Linked DNA regions of Mus musculus: region 1 is linked to region 2. The links are chromatin contacts, called in public HiChIP or PLAC-seq maps. All regions are on one chromosome and are shown on one strand. The core of a region is the stretch at or near the end of the contact, and the rest is flanking DNA. Distances in the headings are between cores, read along the strand shown. Region 1 overlaps Satb1 (special AT-rich sequence binding protein 1). Region 2 has its middle 130 kb from the start of C330011F03Rik.

Evidence for each region. HiChIP or PLAC-seq counts read pairs in DNA pulled down with a chosen protein or histone mark.
Region 1: a contact with region 2 is called in a RAD21 HiChIP or PLAC-seq map of pro-B cells, with 7 times the contacts expected there. The contact joins two enhancer-like sites. A contact is called at or near these places in 1 of 15 datasets of contacts at CTCF or cohesin (pro-B cells) and 1 of 484 Hi-C or Micro-C datasets (bone marrow-derived DN3 thymocytes).

Annotation. Positions count from the first base shown.
Region 1 is chr17:51,775,712-51,779,394 of GRCm38.p6, reverse strand. All of the region lies in intron 7 of Satb1 (special AT-rich sequence binding protein 1), which reads left to right. Among named protein-coding and RNA genes, the nearest start is that of Satb1, 55 kb to the left of the region's middle. Within about 2 kb of position 1,399, at least 5 of the 459 cell types and tissues checked have an H3K27ac peak or open chromatin away from gene starts, as enhancers often do.
Region 2 is chr17:51,315,397-51,319,108 of GRCm38.p6, reverse strand. No RefSeq gene overlaps it. Among named protein-coding and RNA genes, the nearest start is that of C330011F03Rik, 130 kb to the left of the region's middle. Within about 2 kb of position 1,843, at least 1 of the 459 cell types and tissues checked has an H3K27ac peak or open chromatin away from gene starts, as enhancers often do.

The DNA.
Region 1 (3,683 bases), core at 150-2,649, 460 kb before region 2:
GAAAGAAATTCACCTGCTTTAAGTATAACAGAAATCACTACTGTCTTCCTATCATTCTTCAGGGTAATTTAAGAAAAGTCCACTCTCCATATCACAGTTGGATAATAGGTAGAAAGGTGCCATTATCTGGTGTGACAGCTCTTGATGAGCCTACCAAGGAACACAGATGAATGCATCTCCTTACAGCTTGCTTGGCGTGAGGCCATGAGCAGGTGGAGCTTGAAAATAGTCTTTCACCTGGACACATGACCAAGAACTCACCAAACAGGCCAGTAGCCTGGAGAATATTCTGTCTTTCTCTTAGGAGGGAGGGCGGGTTCCTGAAATCTTTTTTTTTTTTTTTCCCTAAGAGCTTTGAAGTTCCACAGAGCTGATAAAATCTATTTTAATCAGTGATTATGTTCAAAGAGGAGACAAACTGGAGGCCAGACAGGCTTTTTGTTCAGATTGGCCGTCCCTTTAACTTATCTGCTGTTTTAAAGAATTTATAATGAGCCTTTGGAAGGACTGATAATATTTATTGGAGGTTTTCTTTCTTTTGCAATCAGTAATGAATTTTACTTGTAATAACTTGTGTAACTCTTTGTCGGAATGTAAAATAGAAAGGTTTAGGAATTTATCAGTAAATGTATTCTTTAATTGAAAAACATCAGGGCTCTCCGTTAGCCACTAAGTAATGACAGAGTAGAATAATTTTATGTTTTCATACATACAACACAAATCTAATTATTTGTACGATCTGACCACCCAGTGAACGCCAGATTCTTATTTCTAGTGAGAATAATATTTGTGACGTGTTGGGAACCCCCTTCATAACATGCACGTCTTTTGTTTCACTTCTTTTTAGAAACAAGATTACTGATTTTACCTAATTTAGTTCAGTGACTTTATTGAAGCACCTATGGGACACAGATTGGCTGTACTTTAATTGGGTACCTCAGCTGGTACTGTAATGTGACAGGGTGTGTGGTCTTTCCGTACTGTTTCTTTAGTATGCTAGATTGTTGGTAATGATGTCTGGATCAGTCAGTCATGAGAAATTAATACTAATGACCTTAACCTTCCCTGGCAAGACTGCACTATATCTGACCTATATCACCTGGGAAAAGGGACCACATAGACACTGAATTCATCAGCCATTCGAACTACAACTGGAACAGGACCCAGACTTTCACTCTAGTGCCTGCATCCTAACAGCTGCCATTTGCATCCAGATTATTCTACATTGCTCTTAAGTCATTTTTAAAAATTAACACTAAATCATATGATTTCTAACAATATTTTTCAGGCATTTCCACCAGGGGGCACTCCCCTCATTGAAAGCTCTGGGCCAAAAAGAAAAAAAAAAAGTTTGTGAAACAGTAGATTGTCTGAAACAGTAGATTGTCTGAAACAGTAGATTTTCTGTCTCCACTGGCTGCTATGGAGCTCCTTGAATGTCTGGGGTTGGGAACACTGTCTTGGCACACTCCAGGCAGGACACCTGCCTTCACTCAAAGCTATGGTTACATTTGGGGAAAGGGCCCCTCAGAGGCAACGCTTCTCTGCTTAAATGGGAAGGTTTGCTGACTTCAGATTCTCACCCAAGTGGTGATGTCTTCTGGCTGAGCCACACCCCTGGTGAGTCTTCTGTTAACAAGACTTGAAGGAAAATGTTTCTGTGTTCTGTTTTGTTTTTTCTGACAGGTTTGGCTTACTCACTATACTTCTGCTGTGGAATATTCTTAATAGACATATATAAAATATTACTTTGTCATTTTGAGATTGTTAGATGTCTAATATCAAGTGCTCTGATGTACAAAAAAAATTAAATATTATACCCTAAATATTTATAGGGTATCTTTTGCCCTGATTTGTTTTCTAATTTACTGACTAGTTAGTAACACTGTGCAGATTGGCATTTCACAGAGCAAAGCCACTACTGAGTGCCTTGGCTGAAAGAGCCCATGGCCTTGGTTCTTTAGTAACAGTAGTCTTAGCTGATAATGACCATTTCAATATATTCTAGTGTTCCCTTTTTCATCTCTGCAGTCTATATACACATAATTACTTTAGTACTTATCAACAACTTTTAAGCATAAGGCATTGAGTTAGACAGACAAAATTAACTATACTATTATCCTTGAGGATTTCATGACATTTTCTATATTATATGTATTCCTATGCAATTGCTATATATTGCTTTACCAGCCATGTTTTTGTCTGTTCCATGTATGTATGTATGTTTTTGAGACGAGGTCTTACTGTGTAGTCTGACTGGCCTCAAAAGCATGATCTTACAGTTTTAGCCTTCTTGGTGCTGGAACTACAGGCATGGTATCATGCCTTGTTTTCAAGTAGTTTTTGTTTGTCCGTTTTTTAAGTATGTAACATTTTGTGGGAACAGTGGCATAGACTTTCAGTGTGATGTGTCTTGTTTCTTTTTATAAGACACATCAGAAATAGTCTAATCAGTTGTCCTAGTGCAGGTTAAAGAGTGGGATGGCTGACTGCCTGTTTGAATCTGAGGTCAGTTGACAGGATGTTTGGTTGTCAGTAGACAGAGTTGCAGTTACTAGTTAGTCTCATGGCCAAAAGGACAAATGCCTCAATTCTTAAGGAACATTTCTTATGAAAGTCCAGACATAAATCCAGGCTTTGGTTGCAGTAGACCAACTGTGAGATTTATTTGTGACTAACTCAGTTCCCCAGAGCTTGGTGGACATTTCTTCCCTCCTTAAGAAGCTGCTTATAAATCAAATGATGTATTTTAAAGGGACAGTGTTCTTATCTGTAATAAGTACTGTATCAGTATATCAGGCAGCATGATGCACTGATGAGAAATTGAAAGGATCTCCAAGAGTTAAAATTTTGGGGAGTCTATTTTACCTTCTCTCACTCAAATATACATTTTTTGACCATTTCTTTAGGGTTTGGGTAGAGGTAGATTTCAAATTGTGCAAAAATCTGGATGTAATTCTACTACTATCACGATAACTGATGTAACTATACTATGATAATATGTCTAAGTAAAGAAAGCAGGCTACAGATTGACGATGACTTCTAAGTCTTATTATCCTGGAGACAGCGCAGCCTTTGCTGTTCTTGGACTTCATACTCTTCAGATACATCAGAAGGAAATCACCCATTTAAATAATAAATTCCCCCCCAAAGAAAAACAAACATATTGTAATACTGAGTTATTGAGGGAAGAAAAACACCTTAAGAGAAGATTCTAGAAGTTTGTAAGTTTCTGCTGTTGCTAATAGTGACTTTTAGTTTGATGATACTCTTTTCAATATGTCAAATTCTGGGATAGATTTTTACAGTGTGGAAGAGTAGTTAATTATTTCAGGTGTGATCTGTGGTTTCTGACGTGCGAAGTTTCCAACCTGTTACCTATCGGTATAGCATAGAAAGTTTTACAGTTTCCCATGGCAGTCCATTTCCCTTTAAACAGCAACTTAATGACTACCTGTGACACTTTGTAAATTGAAAATTAAGGAACGACAAAATATCATCTATATAGACAAAAGTTTGAGTGGTCTTCATTGTGCTGCAGCTTGTTTTCTGGTATCTGCCTCAAATGCTTGGCTCACCCCCCCTAGAAATGGCCTTGTGCATTAACATGGTGAGCTGCTGGTTGCCCCGTGCCTTTGTCTGGAAGCTTGAGAACTATACAGTTCGATGTTGTTGTACTACGT
Region 2 (3,712 bases), core at 594-3,093:
CCTAATATACCAGAGCTCTGGGTTCCATCTCCAGCACCAAATAAACTAAGCATAGTGGCATATGACAGCACTTGATCAGACACTGAAGGTCATACTTATCCACATAGGAAGTTCAAGGTCATCCTGAACTACACAGGAAACTGTCTCAACAACAACAACAACAACAACAACAACAACAACAACAAATCATGAGGGCTGGAGAGATGAGTCTGTTATTAAGAGCTGTGGTTGCTCTTCCAGAGAACCTGGATTCAATTCTCCAAGTACCCCACATGGCAGCTCAGAGCCATTCAGTTACAAGGCATCCAGGATGCCCTCTTCTGACCCCCAGGACATTAGGTACAAATGTGGTTCATAGAAATACATGTAGAAAACACTCATTCACAAAAATAAATAAATACATTATTTTAAAACAATGAAATTAAAATTAATGTAAATTCAGAAGCAGGAAGTAGGCAGTCTGTCACCTTTGATGCACTGACCTTGATTTCCATGACCCTCCATCATACACAAATGGATCAACAGTCAGCAGAAAGGAAAGGCTTAGTTTTCTTATGTCAGAGTAAGCAAACATTTTTCCCAGACACCTCAGGACACAATGTAGCAGGGTGCAGGACCACCCACTTCCAACAACTGTCTTGTTGTAGGTGAGATGACCACACATGCCTTAGACTAATCAGAACTTTTGTTTCTCAAAATGGGCTCTGTATCCCTTGAATGGTAGTTTCCAGAATCTAATTGGAGTTCTGTCCATAAGGACTTGGTGGAATTTTATCTGAGGTGACTCTTCTATACAACAAGACCCTTTGTTTTTTCTATATGCATTGGTGTTTTGTCTACATGATATCTGTATGAGGGTATCAGAGCCCCTAGAACTGGAGCTACAGATGGCTGTGAGATGCCATGTGGGTGATAGAAATTGAACCCAGGTCCTCTGGAAGAGTAGTCAGTGATCTTAACCACTGAGCCATCTCTCTAGCCCCAAGTGCAAGTCTCTTTTGTTTAACTTGCTCAGAAATCTCACCATCTAGGATACAGGAACAAGTTGCATCAAGTTTATTGATGGTGCACTGGGTACTATCAACATGGCGTAGGTAAGACAGCAGGCAATGGACAGAGAGGAGGAGGGCAGTCCTGGACCTATTCATTTCTGAGAAAAAGAAGGTAGGATCTAATTGTAGAATGAAGTGACCCCTGTGGAGAAAAGTATCAGACTTGCAGTTGCATCCCTGGCTCTCCAGGGCCTACACTAACTGGCCCATACAGGAGGGTCAGTAACTCTTCCAGGCAAGTCAGCCTTAAATCCAAAGATGGAATTTATATTATTCCAAGAGGCTGTGGTTTGAATATGAAGTATCCTTTACATGTTCATGCATTTGAATCCTTGGTCCCCAACTGGGATTGCTATTTTGGGACACTATAGAACCTTTGGGGTGAGACCTAGCCTACAGATGTAGGTCACCAGGAGTGGGCCTAGGAAGTAATATTCACTTCTAGTTATAGCCTCTTTGCTTCTGGGTCAGCTAACACTCTGCCCCCACCACTAATAACCAAGCTAATCTCATGCTGTTCTTGTCATAATGGACTAATATGTGCAATGTGAGCCAAAATAAAACCCTTCCTCTCTTAAGTTGCTTCTTCCAGGTAATTTGCCACAACAACAACAAAAAAAGTAATGAATATATTTACTAATCAGTAGAAGCAAAATCATGATATACGCCTATGGCACATTTTGCTGTTTCATCCCAGGGGTGAGCATGGAGCTAAGACCATGCAATAGTCTGAGATAAGGACGGCATTGGAAGCACATCTGTCCCTCTCGATGTAGCTCATAAAGCAAACAGGTCACCCAGTGCCTTTTCTGTGGTTTAGTAGCAGGCGCCATTGACTCTCCATGTGTAGTGAGTGACTTGCAAGTCTCATTCAGGCTTAAAGAGTCCTGTTCATCTTATTGGCAAACAAGACCTATGTTTGCTACACACTAAGCGTTTTAGTAGCTTTGCATCCCATCTCTACAGGAATCTACCTCTTTGTGAGTCTTTTATAGTTCCTATAGATGTGCTGTGAGTTTGTAAAAGGCTACTCAGCTACAGGACAGTCCAAAGTGACAGCTAAACACACCCATGTAGGCTTGCTTATGGCTCATCTCCAACACTCAGGAGTTCTTTGGGTAGCTGTACATCTCCAAGTCCCAGTTTCTTCAGCTATAATATGGCAATTCTTTGGGAAGTTAGAAGAATTAGGTGAGAGAATGACTTAGAGAGTGAATGACCATAGTAAGTACTCAGTCATCATCAAGTGTTACAGTGAAGAAAGAGCTGAAGCAAAAACAATAGGCCAACAGAAAAGACAAACACCCAAAGACATACACAAAGAAAAATACTCTCTGACATGAGGTTCTAGTGTTGAAGGACTCTGGGATTGCACAGGTGAGAGAAATCTCAGAAACAGCATAGAACTTCTCATGTCTTTAAGACTCTGTCCATTCAACACACATTTATTGAGTACTTACTATGGTCTAGATACTGTAGAGGACTTTAAGGCCTCATGCTCATTATGTCCCATTCATAAATTAGATCCAACAGCATTTCTGCTTAAGAAAACTATTCTGGAGAGTCAGTTGAGCTCATGCATTCCAGGAAACTTAGTTATTGTTACAAAATACTTCCACGTTAACTCTCTGATCTGCAGATTGGCCAAGAATCATTTGATACACACTTGGCTTGATTCAGCATGACTTTGTTTCCAGAGCGTCAGGCCTGCTGTACTTCTGTACCCCTGTGACCAAATTATCTGATACAGATAACTTTAGGGATGAAAGATTTATTTTAGCTCATGATTTCAGAAGGTTGCAGTCTTTTATAGTAGGGGAAGCCTGGCAGAGAGACTCCATGCAAGGCAACGGTATGAAGTGGTAGCTGTTCTCATCCATGAAGACAAAAAGCAGAGAGAGCAGGAGCCAGGTTCAAAGACCTGCCTCCCAAGCTAGACCTCACCTCCTAAAGATTCTAAAGGTTCCCAAATAGAACAAGCATTCAATACCCAAACCTGTTGGATCACTTCAGACTCTGTCTTTTAGGGTTTAAATGTGAAAATATTTCCCACAGGATTATGTGTCTGACAGTTGTTGTTTTGGTGATGTGTGAGACTTTTGGGCTTGTGACCTCACTGGCAGACATAGGGCTATCAAGGCAGGTATATGGGTTATAATTGGGCACTAGTTCTGGTCCAATCTCTCTGATTCCTCATCTTCTAAGATGTGAGGTGTTCTTCCAGCCCCTGTTAAACCCACCAGCTCTTCTATAGTTTCCTACCATGGTGGACCTTTGACTTCTCAGACCGGGAGTCAAAACAAATATTCAATTTAGCTCCTTCTTGTCAGGAATTTGACCACAGAAACAGGAGAAGTAACTTAGACAGCAGGGACAACCTACATCCTAAGAGCCACAGCAGAGACCGTACAGCCAACATGACTGTGTATGGACTGTGCAAACTTGTCACATTATCTATAGTAATGTTTCAATGGCCCAAAGAGAGTTATGTGTAAAAGTGTAGTCTGAGACAGAGGACAGTACTCTATTTCTCTTAGCAGGGAAACATTGAAGGCATGTGGTAAAGAAACTGAGATTTGCTATGTTGAAGGGACCCCTGTCTCTGACTTCAAAGCCTGCCAACTCTTGTCACAACAGCCCTCCCAGGCAAGCAAGAAAGG